Regions from separate parts of the Callithrix jacchus genome. Here region 1 is linked to region 2. The links are chromatin contacts, called in public Hi-C maps. All regions are on one chromosome and are shown on one strand. The core of a region is the stretch at or near the end of the contact, and the rest is flanking DNA. Distances in the headings are between cores, read along the strand shown. Region 1 overlaps ARL8A (ARF like GTPase 8A). Region 2 overlaps SHISA4 (shisa family member 4).

Region 1 (6,162 bases), core at 2,425-4,924, 250 kb after region 2:
CAGGTGAACTGAGGTGAAGTCCAGGACAGGGGGAGAGAGGGCAGGGGAGGCAGACCCCTCAGCATCCTGTTTAGGGGGCCTCGTCCACAAAGGGTGCCCTCCGCCTCTCCTCCTGGAGCTGGTTGGCCGGCTCAGAGAGGAAGGGGCAGAGATGGTGGCTCCAAGGCTCTGCCTCTGCCGCCTCCCAGGCCTGCCAACATGAATGGCTTGCAGAATCAGTCAGCAGGCCAGCGGCCTTGGGAAAGAGCCACTGTCCCTGCAGCCTGGGCCAGCTGGGGGAACAATGTGGGGTTTGTTGCTTAGGGGTCCCAGGCTTGGGGGGCAGGGTTGGCACATGGTGGGCGATGGACTTGAGCTGGGATGCTCTGAGGTGCCGCTGACATGCTCACCCAAGGCAGACTTCAGACCAGCCCTCATACCCTGATGCCAGGTTACAGGGGCGAGGGGAGCCCGAATCTACTGGGTCCCTCTCCCTGCTCCACTTTCGAGTCACCTTCTCAGCACCTGTCTTGGAAGCTGTGTGCAATTACTTAAATGCAGTCTCAGCTTCCTCATCTGTAAAATGGGAATAATCTGTCCTTCACAGAGGATTATGGTCATTTAATGAGACAAGATACATCAAGCACCTGAAACCTTTTTTCTTCCTCCCCTTTGGGAATTCAATTCCTTTTCTTTTTTTTTTTTGAGACGGAGTTTCGATCTTGTTACCCAGGCTGGAGTGCAGTGGCACGATCTCGGCTCACGGCAACCTCCCCCTCCTGGGTTCAGGCAATTCTCCTGCCCCAGCCTCCTGAGTAGCTGGGATTACAGGCACGCGCCGCCATGCCCAGCTGATTTTTTCTATTTTTAGTAGAGACGGGGTTTCACCATGGTGACCAGGATGGTCTTGATCTCTGGACCTCGTGATCCACCTGCCTCGGCCTCCCAAAGTGCTGGGATTACAGGCTTGAGCCACTGCACCCGGCCTTTTTTTTTTTTTTTTTTTTTTGAGATAGAGTTTTACTCTGTTGCCCAGGCTGAAGTGCAGTGGTGCGATCTCCGCTCACTGCAAACTCTGCCTCCCAGGTTGAAGCGATTCTTCTGCCTCAGCCTCCTGAGTAGCTGGGATTACAGGCATGTGCCACCATGTCCAGCTAATTTTTGTATTTTTAGTAGAGACAGGGTTTCACCAAGTTTGTCAGGCTGATCTCGAACTCCTGACCTCATTATCCACCTGCCTTGGCCTCCCAAAGTGCTGGGATTACAGGGATGAGCCACCATGCCCAGCAAGGAATTCAATTCTCTAGTGTTATGAAGCAGGCTTGGCCAGAGGATTTTTTTTTTTTTTTTTTTGAGACAGAGTCTCACTCCATCACCAGGCATCAGGCTAGAGTGCAATGGCATGACCTTGGCTCACTGCAACCTCCGTCTCCCAGGTTCAAGCAATTCCCCTGCCTCAGCCTCCCAAGTAGCTGGGACTACAGGTGCACCCCACCACGCCCAGTTAATTTTTTTGAATTTTTAGTAGAGACGGGGTTTCACCATGTTGGCCAGGATGTTCTCGATCTCTTGACCTCGTGATCCACCCACCTTGTCCTCCCAAAGTGTTGGGATTACAGGCGTGAGCCACCGTGCCTGGCCCTTTTTTTTTTTGAGACAAAGTCTCACTCTATCACCAGGCTGGAGTGTGGTGGTGCGATCTTGGCTCCCTGCAACCTTTGCCTCCTGGGTTCAAGCAATTTTCCTGCCTCAGCCTCCTGAGAAGCTGGAACTACAAACAAGTATGCGCCACCACCCCCAGCTAAATTTTTTGTATGTTTAGTAGAGACGGGGTTTCACTATGTTGGCCAGGATGGTCTCAATCTCTTGACCTCGTGATCTGCCTGCCTCAGCCTCCCAAAGTACTGGGATTACAGCTTGAGCTACCGCACCCGCCGGCCAGGGGATTCTTAAATGCAGCCAGGTTTCGGCATCAAAAGGCCCCAAGCATGACAATTTACTTATACTCATGATCTGTTCCCCGTTCAACTTTAATAGTTGTTGGTTTTTTTTTTGAGAGTTGAGAGGTCTCACTATGTTGCCCAGGCTGGCTTTGAACTCCTGGGCTCAAGCAGTCCTGCCTCAGCCTCCTGAGTAGCTGGGACTACAGGTGTGTGTACCACCATGCCTGGCTGAACACATTTTTTAATTTTTATTTTTGAGACAGGGTCTTACTCTGTCACTCAGGCTGAGTGCTGTGGTGTGATCACAGCTCATTGCAGCCTCTACTTCTTGGGTTCAAGCAATTCTCCTGCCTCAGCTTCCTGAGTAGCTGGGACTACAAGGCATGCATCACCACACCTGGATAATTTTTGATTATTTGTAGAGATAGGGCCTTACTATGTTGTCCAGGCTGGTATTGAACTCTGGGATTCAAGTGATTCACCTACCTTGGCCTCCCAAAATGCTGGGATTACATGCATGAGCCACTGCACCCAGCCCCTGGACAAATTCTTTTTTTTTTTTAACTTTTAAAAATTCCTTGTCTTTGTGGTGGAAAAAGGATGAAATTGAAAGGGGGAAGAAGTGGAAAGGAAAAGACAGAAGAATGGGAAAGCGAAAAAGAGAGACTGCTTACCAAACAGCCGGAGGTGTGTGTCTGTGACCCCAAGGCAGTAGGTAGATCTCTTCATGGAGGGAGCACAAGAACAGGGACAGCAGTTTGGTCTCCCATAGGGGTTCCCCCATCCCAGGCTTCAGCACCAAATGTTTAAAATGTGCGCTTTGAATGAAGAGACCCCCCAAATAGGTTTTGTGTGAGCAACATGGCTGTTCATTCACTTGGGTGCAGGTGGGCTAAGTCTGAAAAGAATATGACCAAATTCTTTAAGTCATATTCCCCTGCTGCCTGTAGGCACTGTGGAAGGATGATGCTCGCTTGCTTCCTGGTAACCAGCTCTCTTATCTCAAACCTCAATCCTCAGGGAGGATAACAGGACCTGAGAAGGGCAGCTCAACCTGGAAACAGCCCCAGAGGAGTGAGATTGCTGGTCCTCTCCCGGGATCCCAGGCCCAGGGCAAACCCAGCCGTATTTGTAGCCAGGAGAGGGCAGGCGACAGAGCCCAGGCCCCCCTTCAACCTCCTTAGCCAGGAGGGTACGTCCCATTTCCTTTGGAGTTGGGAGGTACCCTGGAATCACTTAGCTTCAGATGCCAAATTCCATCCATTCTTTCCTCCAACTCTGCGGCAGTGGGGAACTGCCTTTACCGGCAGGCCCTCCTCTGACAGTTCTGATGACTGCCTCCAGGAGGAAGCCCTGGGCACCAATGAAGGTGAGGGGCTGGGGCACCCAGAACCGGGAGTCAAGATCTGCAATCTCAGGACTAAGGGACAATTCCACTCCTTTTTTCCTGAAATGCGAGGGGTGAGAAGAGCAGGGGTGTTCTGCAGGGCCTGCTCCATTTTCCAGGGTGAAGGAGAGGCCGAGGGAGGTAGAGCGGGAGGAGGTGGGGCTTACTGTGAAACTGGGTCAAGATGGCCTCGGCAGGGCTACCAGGCTCTGAGGCAGCAGCTGTGGGCAGTGCCGAGGGACCAGCTCTGACGGTAAGGTCGGGGGAGGACTCAGATCCGGCAGAGGAGCGAGAGCAGGGCTCCTACTGGGAAACGCACAGCATTGGCACTAACTGAGAGGCAGCAAAGGCGGTGAGGATCTCCCAGGCTCTGTGGGCCCAGCCCTACCCCTGGAGCACAGTTAACTGGTTCTGGGGTAGGGACTGGCGGCCAGAGGGACAGGGTTCTGGTTCTGGCCCAACCCTGGCTGCCAGTGAGATCCAGGGCCTGGGAAAGAGGGGCTGAGGCCTGAACTGAGTGTAAGAAAAGGGCAGCGTAGTTTCCATACAAAACAGCATCCAGCCTGTGCCACTGCCTCCTGACCCAGCCCTGGGCAGTTCCCTCAACGAGCTCTGCAGCCCCACGCAGCAGCCGCTGGCTCAAAGCTGGGACTACACGGAAATCTGAAGAGAATGAGAAAGAGAAAGTGCGAGAGCCCGACACACGTGTGGGAGGCCATTTGTACAGTGCCATTGTGCTCCAGGGTGGGCATGTGCTCGCGCCCCATGGCTCTGTTGGTGACCAGCGTGTGGGGGTGTGCTGGTGGCCCTGTGGGCCTGCTGGGCAGCCCATGCCAACTGCAGAAAAGTAACTGGCACCATACACCCCCCCAACACAAAATCGGTCATTTATTTTTGTTCTTGTCATTGTTATTAGGAGGCAAAAAAATGTACAGTTACAAGAATCATTTTCCAAACAGAGGTTAAATATGAGCTGAAAAGTGTAAAAAAGGAAGAGGAACATCACTTTACAAACCATCAAATTAAACAAATAAACAAACAGAACCCAAAGAACCACCCCCCATGCTGAGTTCTCTCCCTGTGCAACTCTGCAAAATGAGAACAGAAAATGAAGTGGGCCGTGGAGGTGGGGGCCCTGGGGAGGGGCGGGAGCTGGGAGCCAGGGACAGGCAGGAGGGGGCTGCTGGGGCATGGACGCTGGCTTTCTGCCCCGTGCTCCTGGTGGTCTCTGGTACCTGGTCGTACCTGGTGGCCCTACCCAGGCTGGGGATCGAGGGGCAGGGCCTCTGGAGGCCCCTGCCAGCCTGTGGCATTCAAGCGCTGCCGGGACAAGCCAGATTGGGTGGTGAAAACACACAGGATGGGGGGCGGCCACCAGTGCCCAGGCTGGTACCTGCCCCAGGTGCCAGCCTCTACCTCTCCTGATCTGAACTTGCCCAAGTACACCTGCGTCTCCCTCCTTCCTCCTGACTACCCCCTCCCAGATCCTGAAAGGCCCCTGCAGCATCAAATGGTTGATTTTAGTCTTTGCTTAAATTAAAAAATTAAAATATATATACATATATATACTGTACACACAGGACAATAACAGAGAGTGTTGGAAAGGGAGGTACAGGAGCGACTGGGGAAGAGCCAGGGGTAGGGCCTGTGGCCCAGGGCTGCTGGGAGGGCGGCAGGGCTGGGTTAAGGGACAAAGGCAAGGGGAAGGGTGAGAAGTTAGGGGGCCAGAATAGGGGGCAATTTATTTTACAATAAAAACAGGAGTTGAAACCTCAGCAGAACAGGACTCTGGGGTCCCCAGAGGGCCCGCCTCACACTGGGTGAGGAGGGGTGGGCTTAGGGGGACGAAGGGGGTGGGCGGGGAGCTCGGCTTCAGGTTTAGATGACGACGGTCCCTGGTCTGAGGGAGAAGGGCTGCAGTCTCAGCTTCTCCGTGACTTTGAGTGTTGAATAAGCCACTGTAGGGTGATATCTGAGGGAGGAGAAGAGAACGGCTTACAAGGCCTGCAAGTGCTGGCCATGCTGGGGCGGCAGAGAGGCCCAAGACACCAAACGTAAGGGCATCAGAAGTCCAGAGGTGCCAGAGCGGTGGCACACACCTGGAGTCCCAGCTATGTGGGAAGCTCAGGTGGGAGGATCGCTTGAACCCAGGAGTGGAGTTGGAGGCTGCAGTGAGCCATGATGGCGCCACTGAACTCCAGCCTGGGTAGCAGAGCGAGACCCTTTCTCAAAAACAAACGAACAAGAATTCCAGAGCTGGCAAGCGCCACACAGCTCTGAACGGTGGTGGCGGGACCTGGTGCTGGGAAAGAGACAGAGCCACAGCATGCCAGAGCCAGCAGGGGCCTGAGAATCACCGCATCCAACTCTGGAATCTTAGAAGTGATGAGGGAAAGCCCAGAGCGGGGATGGATTTGCCCAAGATCACACAACCGCTTGGGAGGAGCTGGGACAGTGCTCAGAATCTGGGCTGCCCGGCTGCCTTTTCTACCTGAGAGCCACAGAGCTTGGACTTAAAGGAACGTGTGGAGCCAGAACTTTTGAGAGCCACGAAAACACCCAGTAAGGCCTCTTCCCTCTCCCTTTGCCCAATCCCACGCACCAATGTTGTCCTTTTCTTTGCAGGAAATGGAGTAGCAGCAGATCTCTCGGTCCTGGATGGCAGACAGATTCCTGGGGGAAACCAGAGCACAGTCGGCTGAAGCTATGATCGCCCAGGGGGTCTGGGGCTAGGGGACAGCAGGGCCTTTTTCCTACTCAAGAGGCTACAAGGAGGGGGAGGCGCCTGAAAAGGTGGGCTCTTCTGCCACCGTGTGGCTAATCCTGAGAACAGCAGCAAGCCTAAACCGTTGG
Region 2 (6,060 bases), core at 297-2,796:
ACTAGAACCATGACAGGTTGTGAGGGAGGGCTTGGGATTGTGGGCTGTTTTTACTGGGAGCAAGGGAGGGAGGTGGCAGCCTGGGTCACAGTGCCTGTTTTCAAATAGTCCCTCTGCTCCCAAGATCCCAGCCAGGAAGGCTGGGGCCCCACTGTTTGTCCCCTCTAGGCTGGAGTTGGGGCAGGGAGGAGGTTCCATCAGCAGCTGGCAGTAGCCATCCTCTCTGGCTGCCCCACTGGCCAGGACTCTGGCTGCTGGATTAAAGCTGTGAAGACATAACTCATATCAGTCGCGTCATTGGGTCCATCTGCATCTTCTAGGAGCACTGCCTTCAGCTAGGTCCAAACTGCTGCCCCCGCATATTCCAAAAGTAGGGGAGGGCCAGCACCAGCACCGGAGCACAGCACCATCCTCACCCCCATCCACAGGCAGAAGGAGGGGAGCTGGATGGTTCCTGGGCTGCTTCCTAAAGCCAATGAGGTGAATTTTACCACAGCTCTGAAGAGCTGTCATTTGCATTACAGAGATTCCCTGCTAGGGGTCAACAGTTCTACTACAGCAGAGGCACTGCTAACTGTACAAAGGCTGTTCTCCCAATCAGGTACCCTTAGATTCATTTTGGGCCCCACCACTTTCTGACCTTGGTCATGTCACCAAAGGTCTCCAAGCCTCAGTGTCCTCATCTATTGAATGGGGATAGGCTGGGCATGGAAGCTCACACCTGTAATCTCAGCATTTTGAGAGGCCAAGGCAGGCGAATCATCTGAGGTCGGAGTTCGAGACCAGCCTGGCCAACATGGTGAAACCCTGTCTCTACTAATATATATAAAAAATTAGCCAGGCATGGTGGCAGGCGCCTGTAATCACAGCTACTCCGGAGGCTGAGACAGGAAAATTGCTTGAACCCAGGAGACGGAGGTTGCAGTGAGCGAGATTGTGCCACTGCACTCCAGCCTGGGCAACAAGAGCCAGAATCCGTCTCTAAGTAAATAAACAAATAAATAAAATGGGGATAATACCTCATGGCTGTCATGAGGATGAAATATTATGTACATGAAACTGTTAGTCCTGTCCTTTCCTTCCTGATTAGAGAACCTAGGACTAGGAGGCAAGTGGAGACACTGCTCATGAAGACACTTGTGCCAGGTGCTCCTGTCAGTTGCTTGGATCACCAGTTCCCAGGTGCACGGAGCCACACAGCGGGAGATATGACCTTTTCTCCCCGTCCTCTCACAAATGCTGCCTAGAAATGCTCCTGTCCTGGAGCTGACTGGCTGTCCTCCCTTTCCCTGCTCCCCGAAGTCATGGTCCTTGTGCTCTCAGGACTTGTCTGGTGACAGATCCAGGAAAGGAGGTTTTATCATTTTTAATTCAAGTGGGAAACATGTCAACTTAGCTTGGCAAAGCCCCACCAATGAAGAGCTCCATCCCCTCCCCAAGCTCCTTATCCAAGTATCCCCTAAGCCCAGCCCTCTTTTTCTCCCCATCCCTGGGTACTCCAGCCCCACTGCAGCCTCAGGCTCTGCTCTCCTGCCCTGCCCCCTCAGACCTCTGGGCTCCTGCAGCCCAGCTGGGTTCTGGATATGGCTGACCATGCCCCCAGGGCCTTCTGCCACCCACATAACCTTGAGGATTACCTCTTGTCACACAGCCTGGAAGGCAAGAGCTCCTGAGCCAGGGTTTTGGGGCCAGGGTCAGAAATTCCCCTCTATGGAGCTCTACCCCTAGATTCACAGCTTTCCCCTTCGCAGTGAAATCTTCATGGGGTCCACATGTCTGCCCCTGGATCAGAACCAGACAGGGAGAGGCTGCTGATGCTGGAAGAGACAGTGCTGAGGCCACAGATACAAATCCACTTTCTCTGTGAGGTTGGGGACAAGAGGTGGGAGCTGGAGCCCTGGAGTGCCTGGGTCACAATTTAGGAAAGAGGGTCTCCAGGTCATCTGAGGTTTGGAGTCCAGTCTCCTCTCTGCTGGAAGAGATCTACACATTAAGGTATTTTAGTTTCTCCAAGAAATGATGTGTAAATATATGCAAGTTGATGCCAGTCAGAATTAATTATCCTTCAATCAACAACCTGGTGCCAGTGAAGAAATGCTTTGTAGTCTGGGGTAGGAGGCAGGTTTACCCCAGTCATAGTTGAGACTGGAAGAGTGGAGTTGCCTCATTTCCAGTCAGTTAACTCTGCAAAAAACAAGAGAATTCTAAGAAACGGAGCGAAACTGTGACAGAACAGGACTTTCACATGCTCTGAGCAGTGAAGATGGCTCTCACATATCCTGGAGTTCTTTAAATGGAGGCAACGACCCTACATCTCTTTCCAAAGCAATGCAGTGCCCTCCGACCTCACGAGGGGAGCCCAGCAGGGCCACGGGAGCACAGAGCTGTAGTTGCCCCTCCGGATTGCCTTGTTCCTCAACTAGCACCCCTGAAAGCCAGTCAGGCACCCTATTAGGACAGGCAGGAGTGAGGGTGGGAGGGGCAGTGTCCCTCAAGGATTGGGGGACCTCAGTAGTGTCAACAGGTTCCTCCTATGCTGGGAAGAAATGGTGAATTCTCCAAAGGGCAGTCTGGAAGGCATATGTGGATAACAGGGGCATTTTTATTTTTATTTTTTAAGACGGGGTTTCACCATGTTGGTCAGGCTGGTCTTGAACTCCCGACCTCAGGTGATCCGCCCGCCTTGGCCTCCAAAGTGCTTGGATTACAGGCGTGAGCCACCACGCCTGACCAAGGGTGCATTTTTAGATAAAAACAAGAGGAATGCATTCTTAGGGCAGGAATCTCACCAGGCTGGGCCTGCTCCAGGGAAAGCAGATCTTACAGAGGAATGGGAAGGGTCAGGTGCAGGGAGGGAGCTAGGGCAGGGACACGTGGAAATACAATGGGCAGGAGGGAAATATTGGCAGGAAAGGAGAGACACCCTGGGGGAGGGGAGAAGAGGGGCCAAGAGGTGAACAGAAGTGAGGCATGTGGGAGAGTGGACACTTCAGGCAAGGAGTAACAGACAGAGGGGCAAGTAAGGGAAGGGCCCTAGAGGGCTGGAGGAAGGAGGGAGGGAGGGAGAAGAGGGCCATAGGCAGGATGAGTGGGAGGTGCTGGGGGAGGCGTACTGAGCGGGGCCACACTCTGGGCCACTCTTAGGCCAGCAGCCTGGCCCAGCACCATAGCCATACAGGTGCTAGTCAGGCCAATGTCAGAGGTCGGGTCCTCAGCCTGGCCATGCCAGTGCAGAGTACGGGGTAGCACAGGGCACTCCCGACTTGGTGGTCTAGAAGCTCGTGGGTGACCTGCATCCAGATCTCATGTTGCTTAGAGTGCCACATGTGTGACACAGTGCCCAGGCCTAGAGCCCCTTGCTCACCTGCAGGTGGAGCTTCTGTGACGACAGGTGAGGCCAGCACCTTGACAGCTACTGGTGCCTGCCATCCCACCCACAGACAGCACCATGGCCTAGGTCCCAGTGCTGGCATCTCTTGGAGCAGCCTAGGGAAGATGGAGGGAAAGACACTTTTCCCATCTAGATAGGGTCAAGAGGCAAGAAGCTTGGGGTGTAACAGCTGGGCCCTGTGGGCCAGGAGAGCTGGGAGGTGAAGCCTCCCTCCCTTGGGGGTAAGAGCTAGGGAATGTGATCCCCCAGGAAGTGATGGAGGGTGAGGGGGCAGAGTGGAGGATATGACAGTGGGGGCTTCAGGCAGAGACTGTGGAGGTCAGACCGTGGCTTCTCCCAGGTTGGTAGATTAACCCAAAGGTAGGAGACTTGGGTTCAAATCCTGATTCATCAACTTGGACAAGTCATTTGCTGTCTTCAGACCTCTTTTTTTGTCCCCGTACAGTACAGGCATCAGACAAGGATAGAGCCTTTCTGGCTTTTCCTCCCTAAGTTTTAGGAAAGGAAGCTGGACAGATGGATGACTGCCAGCGCTGGTGGGGCAGGTGGGCAGCAGTGGGTGCATGACCCAGCAGAAATGAAGCCCCCCGGAGTTTGGGCCCCTTTTCCACAGCTCAACAGGCTATCCACCCATCTTCTCCTCCTCCTCCCCCAAACCGCCTCCCTCCCCTGTCCCTAGCACAGCTCCAGCGCGCTCCTGGCGCAGCTGGAGAATCTGGGTTGCGGTCCACCCCCAGGTGGCGCTGCGCTCCCGCATCAGGTTCAAGTGCACCAGAGGAATGATGACATCCCTCATCCAGGGTGGAAACAGCATCCTGCAGGAGAGTGGAGGCAGAGGGCAGCACACTTGTTGCCGGGACAGTGGGGAGTGGTTTTTCTCTCTGGCTAAATTATGTTTGAAGCTTGGTAGAAAGGCCTTCCTAAGGTGACAGGTTCCACTGGAGCCTTAAGATTTGGAGGCAGGTTGTTTGGGTTCAGGTGAGCGTCCAGTGCTTTCCCGCAGCACCGCTAACTGCCTTATTTCAGTGAGGGAAGGAAGGGGAGCTGTTATCAGAAGCAGTTCTATGGCCTGAAGACCTGGGCTCAAAACAAAAACAACAAACGAAAAAGACCTGAGCTCTGCCTTTTATTAGCTGTGTGATCATGGATATATTAGTTAACTTCTCTGGGCCAAACTTTATCTGCAAAATAGAGAGACTATTGGTATCCACCTCACAGAGATGAAGGATCAGCTGAAGCTACCTAAAGCATGTAGCTAGTGCCCAGCGCCCAGCAGGCACAGGGGGTGCAGTGGGGCTGACAGGGGAAGCTCTAGCCGGCCTTAGCTCAGCTCATATCCTTTAGATCCAGGAGCCAGTGTGTGTCTGTCTCCTTTCCTCTGGGCCCAGTGATTGCTGAGGTGGCTGGAGTGACAGGCAAGTAGATGGAGGGAATGGGGAAGAGTGTGCCCTGGGATCTGAGGGCTTTACCCCAGGACTAGACTGCCTTCTGGTTTTGGTCAGACCCAGCACAGCGATCTTGCTTCCTAGCTGGGGCACCCCACCCTCACCTCAAAGATGGTGAAACTGCTGTGCCTCCTGCTGTTGAGGCAACCTGGAGGTAGAAAAACCTACAAGTGACACAGACCCAAGGTGGTAGTTCCACAGTGCCAAGGGGTGCCAGCATCTTCAAGAGAATGAAATTCAGAAAGATGCCTTTCATGTACCCCCGACAATGGCCAGGGCAGCATCGTCAGCATTCCTGCAGTTGGGGCAGGAAGCGGAATTGGTGAGTAGGTGGGGAGGGCTGGGGAAGATGAGGACCCTCTGAGCCTTAAGGCACACGGGTATGGGAGCTACTCCCCAAACAGTCACTCCACTTCTTTGCCGGCTGCCTTCCTGGGCCTGTGACTGTTGTGAAGACCTGGCCCTGAGCCTGTGGTTAGGCAGAGTCACGGAATGAGCATCCCTGAACATGCCTAATATAGCCTTCCCGGTGCCCTGGGCTCCACTCTGCCCCAGCACCCCTGAGAACAGCTCTGGCTACTGACTCCAGGCAGCAGGACTGGTTCAGGAGCAGGTAGAGGCCTTCTAGCCCTAGACAACCAGGTCAGTGGAGAGTCTTCTGCTCAGAGTTCAGATTCTCCTCCATGCTGTACTTTCTGAAAATGTGAATTTATTTCACGGCCAACTCAAATCGTGTAGCAGGGGACGTGAGCTCCAGGAAGTCCAGGGTTAGGATCAGGACTCACAGTTCAGGACAGCAGGTAGGGCATAGCCATTCACAGCTAAAGGTTTGTATATATTATCAAAATCTTATGGAAAAACAGATACACAGCTATTTATACAATAGCAGGTAGGTGTGAGGAAAGTGTCTGCTTTGGCATGAAACCTTCAAGTCCAGCTGCTGTCTGTCCCACTCCTCCTATCTGGAGCCTACTACCCACCAGGCACTGTCCATTCAGGCCACTGCCCCTGCCATGTCCTCTGAATGGCCTGGGCTTTGGGGTATCCTCAGCCCCTCCCCACACTCCCCTTTGGGCCCCCATGCCTCTCCATCTTTCTGCCATTGTCCCACACAGAGTGCCACTGGCCCAGCGGCTTTGCCCATGGGCTCCTCAGAGGCCTGAATCCTGGCCCTGGAGGGCAGTGGGGCTGGGGTGGATGTGGTCCCTGTGGGACATCTTTCCT

Evidence for each region. A called contact is a pair of places that touch in the nucleus more often than the background predicts.
Region 1: a contact with region 2 is called in a Hi-C map of skeletal muscle, with 4 times the contacts expected there. The contact joins two enhancer-like sites. A contact is called at or near these places in 3 of 3 Hi-C or Micro-C datasets (induced pluripotent stem cells and skeletal muscle).

What each region holds. Positions count from the first base shown.
Region 1 is chr19:29,161,752-29,167,913 of calJac240_pri, forward strand. ARL8A (ARF like GTPase 8A) reads right to left here. Exons shown (of 7, transcript XM_035281476.2): 6 at 5,912-5,982; 7 at 4,180-5,281. The coding sequence ends at 5,232. Among named protein-coding and RNA genes, the nearest start is that of GPR37L1, 11 kb to the left of the region's middle. Within about 2 kb of position 3,675, at least 10 of the 16 cell types and tissues checked have an H3K27ac peak or open chromatin away from gene starts, as enhancers often do. A contact at or near this core is called in skeletal muscle, where this site is marked.
Region 2 is chr19:28,913,230-28,919,289 of calJac240_pri, forward strand. It overlaps SHISA4 (shisa family member 4), which reads left to right. Exons shown (of 5, transcript XM_002760642.7): 5 at 1-1,059. Among named protein-coding and RNA genes, the nearest start is that of SHISA4, 6.4 kb to the left of the region's middle. Within about 2 kb of position 1,547, at least 3 of the 16 cell types and tissues checked have an H3K27ac peak or open chromatin away from gene starts, as enhancers often do. A contact at or near this core is called in skeletal muscle, where this site is marked.